Regions from separate parts of the Mus musculus genome. Here region 1 is linked to region 2. Evidence: chromatin contacts called from public HiChIP or PLAC-seq data. All regions are on one chromosome and are shown on one strand. The core of a region is the stretch at or near the end of the contact, and the rest is flanking DNA. Distances in the headings are between cores, read along the strand shown. Region 1 holds the start of Ldhc (lactate dehydrogenase C). Region 2 holds the start of Tph1 (tryptophan hydroxylase 1).

The links. HiChIP or PLAC-seq counts read pairs in DNA pulled down with a chosen protein or histone mark.
Region 1: an H3K27ac HiChIP or PLAC-seq map of embryonic stem cells shows a contact between it and region 2, with 5 read pairs. The contact joins the promoter of Ldhc here to the promoter of Tph1 in region 2. A contact is called at or near these places in 1 of 39 promoter capture datasets (embryonic stem cells), 1 of 115 datasets of contacts at active chromatin or transcription factors (embryonic stem cells) and 3 of 9 other capture datasets (adipose tissue, liver and pancreatic islet).

The regions. Positions count from the first base shown.
Region 1 is chr7:46,859,184-46,865,576 of GRCm38.p6, forward strand. It overlaps Ldhc (lactate dehydrogenase C), which reads left to right and starts at 2,080. Exons shown (of 8, transcript NM_013580.4): 1 at 2,080-2,118; 2 at 2,580-2,712. The coding sequence starts at 2,587. It overlaps Gm39011 (a long non-coding RNA gene), which reads right to left and starts at 2,061. Exons shown (of 3, transcript XR_882073.3): 1 at 1,981-2,061.
Region 2 is chr7:46,663,893-46,670,161 of GRCm38.p6, forward strand. Tph1 (tryptophan hydroxylase 1) reads right to left here and starts at 3,485. Exons shown (of 11, transcript NM_001136084.2): 1 at 3,371-3,485; 2 at 1,284-1,416. The coding sequence starts at 1,409.

The sequences.
Region 1 (6,393 bases), core at 830-3,329, 190 kb after region 2:
CACGTTCCTCACGTGGGTGTGTTACTCAGGCCCATATACCAAGTGACTCAGAAAGCTGCTAGCTTTGTGTGGGCCCTGGAACAAGAGAAGCCTCGCAGGTCCAGGCAGCTGTGCAAACTGTTCTCCCATTTGAAACATATGATCAAGCAGACCCAATGGTAGCTGGGGTGTAGCGGCAGATAGATGCTGTTGGGAGCCTTTGGCAGGCTACAGGAGGTGGGTCACAGTGGAGACCTTTGAGATTTTGGAGCAAGGCTCTCCCGTCATGTGCAGACTACTGTTTTTCCTTTAAGAGTGTTGGGCCTGTTATTAAGCATTACTGGAAACTGAAGTTTGACAAAAGGACACTAAGTTACCATGAGCTGCCTACCATGAGTTGGGAATTATCTGATGCACCAGGTCAGACTGTTGGCAGAAATGGGGTTCGACAACATAGATTTCCACTCATCAAGGTTAATGCAGTTACTGCCGAGTGACAGAGACCAACACTGAATCCCCTAGCATGACACCATTCTCTGGAGTTTCAGCAAGCTGCAGACCCCTTGCTTCACGGATAGGACACTTTGCCCTTACTGGAGATGACTCTAGTTACGGACTTGCCTTTCCCGCACATAATACTTCTGCCAGAACCACGGGTGGGCTTACAGCATGCCATGTCCACAGTCATTGCTTCTGACCAAGAAACTGGCTTTCCAGCCAGAGAAATGTGACAGTGGGCCCAGCATGCTCATGGACTCACTGGTCTGCCATGTTCCACAGCCACGCTAAAGCACCTGTCCTGGTAAGAGTGAGCTGGCTCCTTGAAGACCCCATCACAGCACTGGTTAAATGGCAGCAGCCTGGAGGGCTAGGGAGAGCTCTCCAGAAGGGAGTGTGTTTGGATCAGCACCCATACACGGCACACTTTCTCCCATAGCCAGGACCCACAGAGCCAGGAATGAAGAGGCAGAAAAAAAAGAGTGGCTCCATTCCCCACCACCCTTAGTGACTCCTCAGGAAATTCTTTGCTTCTTGTTCCTGACACCTAAGTTCTGATGACCGAGAAGTTTTGGTTTTAGAGTGGAGATTGCTCCAGCAATGGCAGAGCATAATATTATTTTGTTACTTCATAACTGTAAGTTTGCCACTGTTAGGAATTGTAAATATCTGATGTGACACCCCCCCCCAACACACACACAAAGAGGTAGCAACCCACAGATTGCGAACCACTGCTTTAGAGAACCCTAACATAGTGTGTGTGTGTGTGTGTGTGTGTGTGTGTGTGTGTGTGTACACATGCATGTGCAAGCTAGTACACACGGAGGCCAGAGGATGCTATCAGGTATTGTTCCCCTGCCCCAAGGTGTCATCCACCCTGTTTTTTGAGACAAGGACACTCATAATTAAAGCTAAGATGGCTGTCTACGGAGCCCCATGGAGCCGCTGTCTCTGCTACCCCCATACATGGATTAATGACTAAGTAACAACTTACACCTTTGTTCTGGGGATTCAAGTCAAACCCTCACGCTTGCATTGGGAGCTTTTTATTGAAGGAGCCTTCTCTCTAGACCAGTAGCGATGTAAAAGCCTCCTAACAGCTAGGTGGTGGGGGCAAATCCCTTTAATCCCAGAGGCAGGTAGATCTCTTGAGTTGGGAGACCAGCCTGGTCTACAGAGTTCCAGGACGGCCAGGGCTACACAGAGAAACCCTGGCTCGAAAGCAAAACAAAACAAAACAAAACAAAAGCAAGCAAACAGACAGATGCCCCCAACCCTCAATGCCTACACACAGATGTAAGGGCAAAGGGTCCATAGGTATGCTCCTCAAACTCAAAGTTCTGCATTTCCTCCCAGCAGAAAAGTGGCCTTTAAAGGGATGCTGGCCAAACTGGCTGCCATCTTCTGTGTGGTCCCAGGGCTTCTACATCTTACACTAGAGGCCTTGGAAACCGTCTGGAGTCGTCTCCTAAAACCTGAGGTAGGCCATGCAGGTGCACGCACCAAGGTACCTGAGCAGGCAGTGGGCGGGGCTTGCGTGCTGACGTTGACTTTGTGACGTTCCTTTTCCGTTATAACTGTTGGCTCCTGGACCCAACAGTTATCCTGGTTTCTTACCTGTGCTGCGGAGTCAGCAGTAAGGTGTGTGTTTTCGGCCTCCCCAGAGGAAGTGGCCAGTGCCTTCTTTCACCTGGGAAGGAAAGCCATTGTAGGCCTGTGAGCTGGGGGGGGGGGGGGGGGGTAGGGGGGAGGGCCTGCAGGGAGGAGGAGCCTGAATGGAGGAGGAGCCTGTCGCCAGAAGTCATCTTTTGCTTCATTGAGGCTTCATTCACTCCCACACTCTAGCTAGAGAAGGCTTTTGCTTCCTTGTGCTCTGCGAACTCCATAGAGTTCCTAGACAGGTGGGATGATCCAGGCCTGCAATCCTAGCACTCTTGAGTGGCTGAGGCTGAGTTCAAGGCCAGCCTAGACTACATATTGACCTCCTGGCTAGCCTTAGATACAATGTGAAACCCTTAACACTCCTCCCTACCAAAAAAAAAGTTGTTTAATGTCTTGCCTACAGGAGTAGGTATTCACTGACGGTCCCTTCTACTCTACAGGCTCAACATGTCCACCGTCAAGGAGCAGCTGATTCAGAACCTAGTTCCGGAAGATAAACTTTCCCGGTGTAAGATTACTGTGGTCGGAGTTGGAAATGTGGGCATGGCGTGTGCTATTAGTATTTTACTGAAGGTAAGTAAGCAATAAAGCCTTCTGGCAGGAAATTAAGCATTAATGGAAACGTGTAAAACCTGTGGTGTTGACAAATTTTAAGTGTTGGCTACGTGTGGTCATTGGCACGGGCCTGTCATCTTAGGACTTGGTAAGTGGAGGCCAAGAAGGTCTGGAGTTCAAGATCATCCACAACTACAGATAACTTTGAGGCTGGGCTGGACTATGTGAAATTCTTGGCCAGAATTCAGAGAGGAGAGGAGAGAAGGGCAGGGCAGGGGAGGGGAGTGGAGGGAAGGGTAGAAGGAGGGAGAAAGGAAATGTTAAGAGAGGGAGAGAAAGAAGAGCAGGGAGAGGAGAGACAGAGAGGCAGAGAGATACAGAGACAGAGTCAGAGATAGAGACAGACAGAGACATAGAGACAGAGAATCAGAGAGATAGAGACAGAGAGAGAGTCAGAGATAGAGACAAAGGGAGACAGAGAGAGACAGAGATTGAGACAGAGACAGAGAGTCAGAGATAGAGACAGAAACAAAGAGACACACAGAGGAGACAGAGAGACAGAAACAGACAAAGACAAAGGCAGACAGATAGTGCCAGAGACAGATAGAGACAGAAATAGAAATAGACACAGAGACACAGACAGAGATAGAGACAAAGAGAGACAGAGACAGAGATTGAGACAGAGACAGAGACAGGCAGGCAGGCAGGCATGGTGGTTTGCAGTGTGATTCTAGCTGAGCAGTTTGCCTGAATTCTGGGATTCCAACCCTGGCCAGCTGAGCGCAGACACTCTCAGATCCTGATTGGAAACTTGCAGAGGAAGGTAGGAAGCTGAGCCAGCTCAATTTCAGAACCCAAAAGTGGAGGTGGGGGAGGCTGAAGGGGAAAGGAGAAAGGGGAACAGGGAGGAAGAGGATGAAAGTCTGGGGAGACAGCTTCCAAGTTCCACTCTGCATCTTAGGCGGGCCGTGCTGCCTAACCCCATCCCACCTGGCCACAGGAGGTAGGTTCTTTTTTTTTTTTTTTTTGCTATGACCAGACAAAAAGCAGACCATCAAGCCGGGGAGATGGTTTAGTGTGCACAGCACTTGCCACACAAGTGTGAGGGAGGATCTGAGATTGAAGCCCTAGTCTCCACAGAAAGCTGGACATGCTCCTGTGTAGCTCTGTGGTCCCAGCACACCTGGAGGTGGGTAGGAAGTGGAGTCAGGAGACGCTGAAAGTTCCTGTGCCTGCTAGCCTGATGTATGCCACAGAAATAAAAATAGAGGCCTTGGATTATATACAAGCAATGTGGAAGGGAAGAGCCTTCCCGAGGTGGCTCAACCCCTGACGTTGGTACCTATGCTGTGGCATGTTCACCACGAAGCATGAATGACTGCACACATACACACACACAAACACACACAAGGATAAGTAATAACAAGAAAATATACCACTGGGAAAATGCAGACTATACAAAAGAGAGATCAGGATTTGCAGTGGATGGTTAACTGAAATTCAGCAGGAACCTAGAAGGGGAAGAAATAATCACACAACAAAAATTTAAGGATGTGGGTCTGTGGCTAATTGAGTTTAAATTCCCCTGCCCTCCAAAAAAGCCTAATCCAGGGGTTGGAGAGATGGTTCATTGATTGACAGTGCTTGCTGCTCTCTCAGAAGACCTGGGTTTGCTTTCCAGCACCCACATCAGTAGCTCAGGAGCACCTGCAACCCTACTTCAAGGGGTTCAGATGCCCTCTTCTGACCTCCGTGGGCACTGCGTGCATGTGGTGGCGCACACCTTTAAGCCCGGCACTTGGGAGGCAGAGGCAAGCAGATTTCTGAGTTCAAGGCCAGCCTGGTCTACAAAGAGTGTTCTGGAACAGCCAGGGCTACACAGAGAAAACTTGTCTTAAAAAACAAAACAAGGGGGCTGGTGAGATGGCTCAGTAGATAAGAGCACCCGACTGCTCTTCCGAAGGTCCAGAGTTCAAATCTGACCTTCAGAGAAACCTTGTCTTAAAAAACAGAGCAAGGGGGCTGGAGAGATGGCTCAGCGGTTAAGAGCACTGACTGTTCTTGCAGAAGTCCTAAGATCAATTCCCAGCAACCACATGGTGGCTCACAACCATCTGTAACGAGATCTGACGCCCTCTTCTGGTGTGTCTGAACACAGCTACAGTGTACTTACATGTAATAAATAAATCTTAAAAAAAAAAAAAAACCAAAGTCCTATTCTAGCTATCATTTGAGAAGTAGAGACAGGAGGATTGCTAGTTTGAAGCTAGCTAGAACTACACAACAAACCCCTGTCTGCAACCCTCAGGAAGGAAAAGAACTGTGATACACATGCGTGCACGTGTATCTCACACACACACACACACACACACACACACACACACACACACATGAATTTAGCAGATGGGGAAGCACAGGTCACTTCTGTGTCCCACATAGGACAAAGCGGTCACCATGACTTTCCCCAGATGGATTGCTGTCTCCAGCACTGTGGCCATTCTGGCCCTCCCAGGAGAAATGATCTGGGATGCTCAGCCATGACAGGCTGAGTATGAAACTGTCAGATTTTTTTTTTCAAGACAAGGTTTCTCTGTGTAGCCCTGGAACTCACTCTGTAGACCAGGCTGGCCTTGAACTCAGAAATCCTCTGCCTCCTGAGTGCTGGGATTAAAGGCTTGTGCCAACCCTGCCCGGCTATATATTTTTTTAAATTAAAAAAAAGCAAGCAATCTTTTCAGGCATGATGTTAAATGCCTGAGGCAGGAGGATTACAAGTTGGAGGCCAGTTTACACTATATAGCAAGACCCTATTTTTTTTTCGATTTTTTAAAGATTTATTTATTTTATGTATATGAGTACACTGTAGCTGTCTTCAGACACACCAGAAGAGGGCGTCAGATCCCCATTACAGATGGTTGTGAGCCACCATGTGGTTGCTGGGAATTATCTTAGGACTTCTGCAAGAACAGTCAGTGCTCTTAACCGCTGAGCTATCTCTCTAGCCCGCAAAACCCTATTTTAACACAGTGACTTACAAACAAAACAGCCAACCTACCTGGGCTGGAGAGTACTTGCCTAGCAAGTGAAGACCCCTGGGTTTGATCAGTAAAATGGAATAACACACCTGGTTTGGTGGCACACATCTGCAATCCCAGCACTCAGAAGGCAGAGATAGGAGGCCCAGAAGGTCAGTCACCCTCAGCTACCTACCAAGGGTGAGACCATCTTAGGAAACATGAGACTCTGAGAACAAACACACACATACATGTACACAATCAACTCCTAAAGATTTGCTCTCTCGGGCTAGAGAGATGGCTCAGTGATTAAGAGCACTGACTGCTCTTCCTGAGGTCCTAAGCTCAATTCCCAGCAACCACATGGTGGCTCACAACCATCTGTAATGGGGATCTGATGCCCTCTTCTGGTGTGTCTGAAGACAGCAACAGTGTACTCACATAATAAATGAATGAATGAAAAGATTTGCTCTCACTGAAACGCAGCTTTTATAGTTTGCATCTTGTTAGGTTCAGGCAATAGATAACTCTAGAAGGAATCTGCAAGGCAGGAGGGGAGCCTTGGCCACTCCTCCACCACAGCTGCCGGTGGTTCTAGCCATTGCTACGCTACCTGCAGTCACCTGCCCATTTTAGAGGTCGCTTCTAGCCTCCAACTTCTGTAGGAACTCCCGGTATTGGCTTC
Region 2 (6,269 bases), core at 2,235-4,734:
CTGCTGCACAAGCATGAGGTGCTGAGTTTGAATCCCCAGCACCCACATAAAAGCCTGGTGCAGCTACACTGTGGGGTTAGAGAAACAGGAATCTCTGAGGCTTAATGGATGCCGGCCCATACCCAGGCTCAGTGAGAGATCATGTCTGAAAGGAATAAGGCAGAGAACGATAGAGAACGACCTGACATCCTCCACTGGCCTCTGCAATGTGCACCTATCACACACACACATCCAGATCCAGTTTCATGGAAATGACATTCCTGGGTTAAAAATTTAAACATTTGGGCCAGCAAAATGGTTCCACAGGTAAAGGAGCCTGCAACCAAGTCTGGCAACCTAAGTTCAATTCCCAGAACCAACACAGTGGAAGGAGAGAACCAACTCCTGCAAGCTGTTCTCTGACTCTCTCTCTCTCTTGTACAACCTCAAGCACTTCGAACAGTTTAACTATCAATTCCTAATGGCCTGAGGGAGGCAGGGTTCTCTCGTATTTTATTGAGACATGCAGAGAGACATTCACTCCCAATGACCACCTAGCTAATAAAGGATTTGTGTGTACACAAATCTGAAACTTGTGCTTGAGAGAGCACATGTGCACACACAAATACACCCACATAATAAATAAAAATAAAAATTGTAAGGAGGAACATTTTAAGGCTCATAAATGCACAGTAACCCACAGTGTCACTACATCAAACTGAAAACATTTGCAGGCCATATGCAATGAGGTTTTGACAACGGCAGCTGACATAATGGCAGAGTCCTTGCTAATATTTTAACTTTGTCACTTGAAAATATTAATATGTCATTAAATAATATCAATACTACATGGCTAGGCATTTTGTTAAGTGTAAAATGCTTTGTTTAGACTCCTCCAATCTCCTTCTCAGCTATTTGTGTCTATCTTTCCTGGGCTGTTTTCTTTCTTACCCATTTCTCAGAGCTGAACATATTTTTATTTCAGCTTTGTGAGTGTGTACCCGAGTGTTGGGCATGCACCACAGGTGTGCAGTGCCCAGAAGAGGAAATCAGATCCCCTCAAATCAGAATTAGAGGCAGTTGTGAGCTGCCTGGTGTGAGCGCTGGAATCTGAACCTGTGTCCTCTGCAAGAACCACAGGGGTTTTTAACCACTGAGCTATTTTTCCACTCTTCCTGAACAATATGTTAGCAAGTTAAGAGACTTCTATAGGCCGTCTCTGAGGAACTGGACTGACAGTACCTTACATTTTAAATAGAACTTCAGAGACCCATTTTTAGATGGACTTTGTGGGAAATCCATACCTGGAAGATTTTCAGCACTTTTATGAGTCCTCCGACTTCATTCTCCAAGGAGAAGATGAGAGTCACTCTCCCTCTTTCGGAGGAATGGTCTTTGTTCTCTTTGTTCTCCTTGTTGTCTTCAATCATGGTGAATCTGAAGTGTGAAAGTTCAGATAAATGAGTGCTAAGCACAGAACTGGCCAGCAGGGGGCAGAAGCGGTGACTCCATCCACCTCCCGCTCCCATTCCTCTATCTGCAAAACCCACGTGTTAGACAGGCTTTTCCAGATGGAAGTGGGACAGAAGGTGAGACACTGCCTAGCATAGCCCCCAGAATGGCAAGAGAACCTCGTGTGTCTCTGCACTTCCCTTTCCTGTCCAGTCTGAACTTCACCCCCGAACTGAGATCTCACTGCCCATCAAATTCGGGTCATGAGTAGCTTCCCCACGTGCTTCACACACATCTTATACCCTAAGACGCTGTAAAGCCCCTTCAGAAAGGGGCCAGGCTTTTGTTTTCTTTGTAACTCAACTACAGCATACAGCTCTAAGGTGAGGCCATACGCTTCCTCTGGATCTTTGATGATGCACATCTTTCTGCTGTACTAAACACTTTCAGACTGGCCTAAAATCGGGTCCTTGTGCTGACAGCCACATTCCCACAACACCAGCAATGCTGCCTGTGGATCTGCCTAACCTTGGGGCATTCCTTCAACAACCCCATGATTTTCTCTGCTATTTCTCTCCCCCTTTAGCCTTCTATTTCCTCTTTGAGCCCCTTTCTAGCCAGGTAAGAAAAGGGTCACCCTTAAATGGAGAGGTTTACCCTCAAAGGCAGGGGTCACCCTCAAAGGCAGGAGATCACCCTCAAAGGCAGAAGATCACCCTGAAAGGTTAAGGAGTCACCCTCAAAAAAGAAGGAGTCACCCTCAAAGGAGGGGCAGGATCCTCACCTGAATAAAGATGTGGCAGTGTGCAGGATCCAGCACAGGAAATAAGACCGGCCAAGAAGAAGGCCATCTGTTTAGCAGCCTTGGCAGGGCATAGTGAAGGGTACGTGCACACCACCAACTCTTTCCTTAGCTTCATCACCAGTAAGAGAAGCTTCGAGGTCTCGTCTGGGAAGCACGGTGAGGTGTTTGAAAGTGGTGGGGGCAGAGTTTGAAGGTAGGATTGAAAGGTACAGTGAATGGTTTGGGAAGAATCCCCGGGGATAGTGGTTTTCTTTTCTAAATGGGATGTGGGAATGAAGTGGAGGTGAACTGTAAGCAGAAAGGCTTAAGCCCAAGGGAGACAAAGGAACCCTCCAGAAGTGCCAGGCAGAGGCTGCCTCCCTCCAAATGATCAGAAAGATCAAGGGCAGCAGCTACAACACATGGACATATGAACTCCAGTGACTGAGTCTGTGACCCTGGAACACTCGGTTAGGATCCCACCCTTGAGCCGGCCAGTGGTGGCATGTGTTTTTAATCCCAGCACTCAGGAGTCAGAGGCAGGTTGATCTCTGTGAGTTCGAGGCAGGCCTGGTCTACAGAGTGACGGCCAGTCTTCCATGGAGAAACCCTACCTTATAAAGGAAAAAGAATCCCACCCTTGCCATCCCACAGGCACAAGCTTCTGGGGCCTTGACCTCCACCTCCATTCCAAGACGGCTAGGGTGGACCATCAACCAAGTTCACTTAAAACCTCTGAAAATCAGATCATTACATTTAATCGGGGTTACTTTTACCTGGACTGTTAACTAGCCCTGAATCTCAAGGACCTATGCCTCTGTCAATTGTGACCTGGGATAGAGCTGCAGAGTGCAGATGTGGTGCTGAGAGAAAGGTCTAGCATCGAAGATTCCCTTCCTTTGATGGCGCTTAAGGGAAGGTTACCGTTATAGAGGAAGAAGAAAAGAGATATTACCCCTTGGATGGAAAAGAAAGAAGATTAATATGTTCTTGCTGGCAAGAAGTCACAGAGACACAGGGTTCCCAATAAAGCCGAAATCCAACGTGGGACAGAGTCTGCTCCTGGCACACAGGAGGTCCTCAAGAATAGGGTCTGCTATCCCCCAAGAAGCTCTAAAGGAACGAAGAGCAGAGCCCTGAGGGGTAGGACTTCACCTGGTTCCTACTAGAAGTTGATCCCGTCCTTGCTGGGAGTCTTCTGATCCGATGTCCCAGGGAGGGGCTATCCCACTCACCCACTCACCTCAGAGCCACTGGAGTTTAAAGAGTCACTTGAGGATGGGAGCTGACGCCTCTTATAGGAGAAGCGCATCGTCAGAACGGCCAATGGGCGCCGGGCGCACGGTTGAGGATATAGCAGTGCGGGAGGAGGGCGAGGAGGGGGCGGGAACAGCGCGGGTGTGGGCGGGAGCAGCTTGCCCTGACCTCTTAGTCGCTGTCTGCTGTCTGCTCTGCAACCCAGGCGCCGGTCTCATTCACAGCTATTCTCGTAGAGTTTTAATTAAGTTAATGTTGACGCATCCTCAGCCACAAAAAGTCTGAGTAAGATTAAACAATCCGTTTAGAACTTCCCTCCAAACCACCATCACACCTGCTATTGACACAATGACCTCCCGCGGGGCTTGGACCCAGTCTCTGGGATTAGAAACCAAAGCAGGACTTCCCCAGTCTCCAGCCTATCCCTGAGTTTCTGGGTTATCCTCCTGAGGCTGCCTCATCTTTCTCCTAGTGCAGAGCCTTATCCTTTAGGCAGAAGAACTACTGGACGTTTTAGAAGAGCTCACTACTCTTGTGATTAAAAAAGAAAAAGAAATGTACGATGCACGCAGATAACGATGCTGTGCCTGCTGAAATATCACTTTCCCTGCTATACGAACTCGGCTCAGAAGCCAAATAGCATTTATCTGTTGACGATCCGTTATTAGACGCTCTACTAAAGGACCAAAGCATGGTCCCTCTGTATCCTGGGGGACTAGTCTTAGGACACTTCTAGATGCCAGAGTCTGGGGGATGCTCCGGGCTGTTATAAAGAATGTATCATAGCATGCATATATCCTGTAGGCTTCATCTTTAGATTATTTGTCATACCCAATGCAATCTAACTGCTATGTACATATATATAAAATAGTGCTGCCTTGACTTAACAAGGAAAAAACTGCACAAGCAACCAATGCTGGCCTAGAACTCAACAATGCTCCTCTCTCTGCCTCTCCCTCTCCAGTGCTGAGATTCCAAGATAAGCCATCTGGTATGGCCGAACATCCGCTTTTCTGAGGTGTACATTTCTGAGTCTTGACAAGTTGATCCACTTGTCAAGTACGTAACCACTAAACACCAAACGATCAAATACAGGATATTCCCACCCTCCAAAGGTATTTGCTTGTCTCAGTCTTCTCCCCGACGGCCCCTGATTCCCAGGGACAGCCGCTGACCTGATTCTCTTTCTGTTATTTCACCTTTCCTGGAATGAGGGACATGGATGCTTCAGAGGCTGTGGGACTTTTGTGCCAGGCACACATCACAGTGCTTTTGAACTTCAGGTTTGCACAGGTTGTCAGTCCCTTGGCTGAATGTGCATGTATTGCAGGGTGCTATGTGAAGGTTCAGTCGGGGTCTTGCTTGCTCTGTAGCCCAGGCTGGCCTTGAACTCACACACAACCTCCCTGCCCACCCTTCCAATTTGAGATTATTGGCACCAACTTGTCCGATCTCAAATTGCAGGATGCCCATGATTTCAAACCCCCTTATAGTTTTTCCTTTTATCTTTAGAATAATTCGATGGATTTAAAAAATTGTGCTTGCATTATAGATCAGCAAACTGGGGCCCATAGCAAACAGCTCTACAGCCTCCTCCTGCATGGGTTAGTGAGAAGAAGACAGCAAAAGCATTCTGATTTGAGGTCCTGTGTTCTTGCTCAATACCATGAAAACAGAGGCCAGAGTGACTTGGGACCAAGCTGAAGTCAAGGCTGCCATTCCCAAGCTGGGTATCTACAAAGACATGAACTGCCCCACTTAAAAAAAAGAGATGAAGCCAATCCGTTTAATGAGCATTTGATGGAAAAGCTGATGTTGGGCCATGTTAGTGGGCTGAGAAAAGCTAGAAATGTCCCTGAGCCTCTCTGACCAGGCCTGTGAGCATATAGCTCCCACCCCCACTTCTCTGCCATGTATCTTTTTTCTATTATGTGTATTTAGCACACACATGATGATGCATATACAAAGGCCAGAGGACAACTTGCAGGAGTCAGTTTCTCGCTTTCTACCCTGTGAGTTCTGGAAAATCAAATCATCAGACTTGGCAGCAGGTACCCTCACCAGCTGAACCGTCTTGCCGGTTGGTTCTCTCTGCCAGGTTTCTTCTTCTTCTTCTTCTTCTTCTTCTTCTTCTTCTTCTTCTTCTTCTTCTTCTTCTTCTTCTTCTTCTTCTTCTTCTTCTTCTTCAATTTTTATTTTATTTTATGTGCATTGGTGTTTTGCCTGCATGTTTGTCTATGTGAGACTGTCACATCTTGGAGTTACAAACATTTTTGAGCTGCCATGTGTGTGCTGGAAGTTGAACCCTGGTCGTTTGGTAGAGCAGTCAGTTCCCCTAACCACTGAGCCATCTCTCTAGCCCCTCTGCCAAGTTTCTTATATGCCCCTTATTTAACCTCTCTAAATAGCAACATTGTGTCTAGAAGTCCATGTATTAAGGACTGTCAGGACATTTTTAAAGGAAGACACATAGGAGAATCCTACTATCTGGAGCCAGCTTTGCACTGACTTGCCTGTTATATGTAGGGCCCTCATTCTTACTCCCCACTCCTTCCTACATCCTTCACCACAAAGTACCTGTAAATACGTCATTACAGAGTTATCTATGTGATTATTTTTTCACTTAAATCTCCCACAGGAGAAACAATGGTTTGGATTTTTTTTTAATGCTAAATCTTCCCTGGCTAGCCCAGTGCCTGGCACAGAGGCATGCAGTTATGTCTCAATAACTATCTGTGAGAGGTTGAACACAGTGGTGCACATCTGTAATCCCAGCAACCTGGGAAACTGAGGCAGA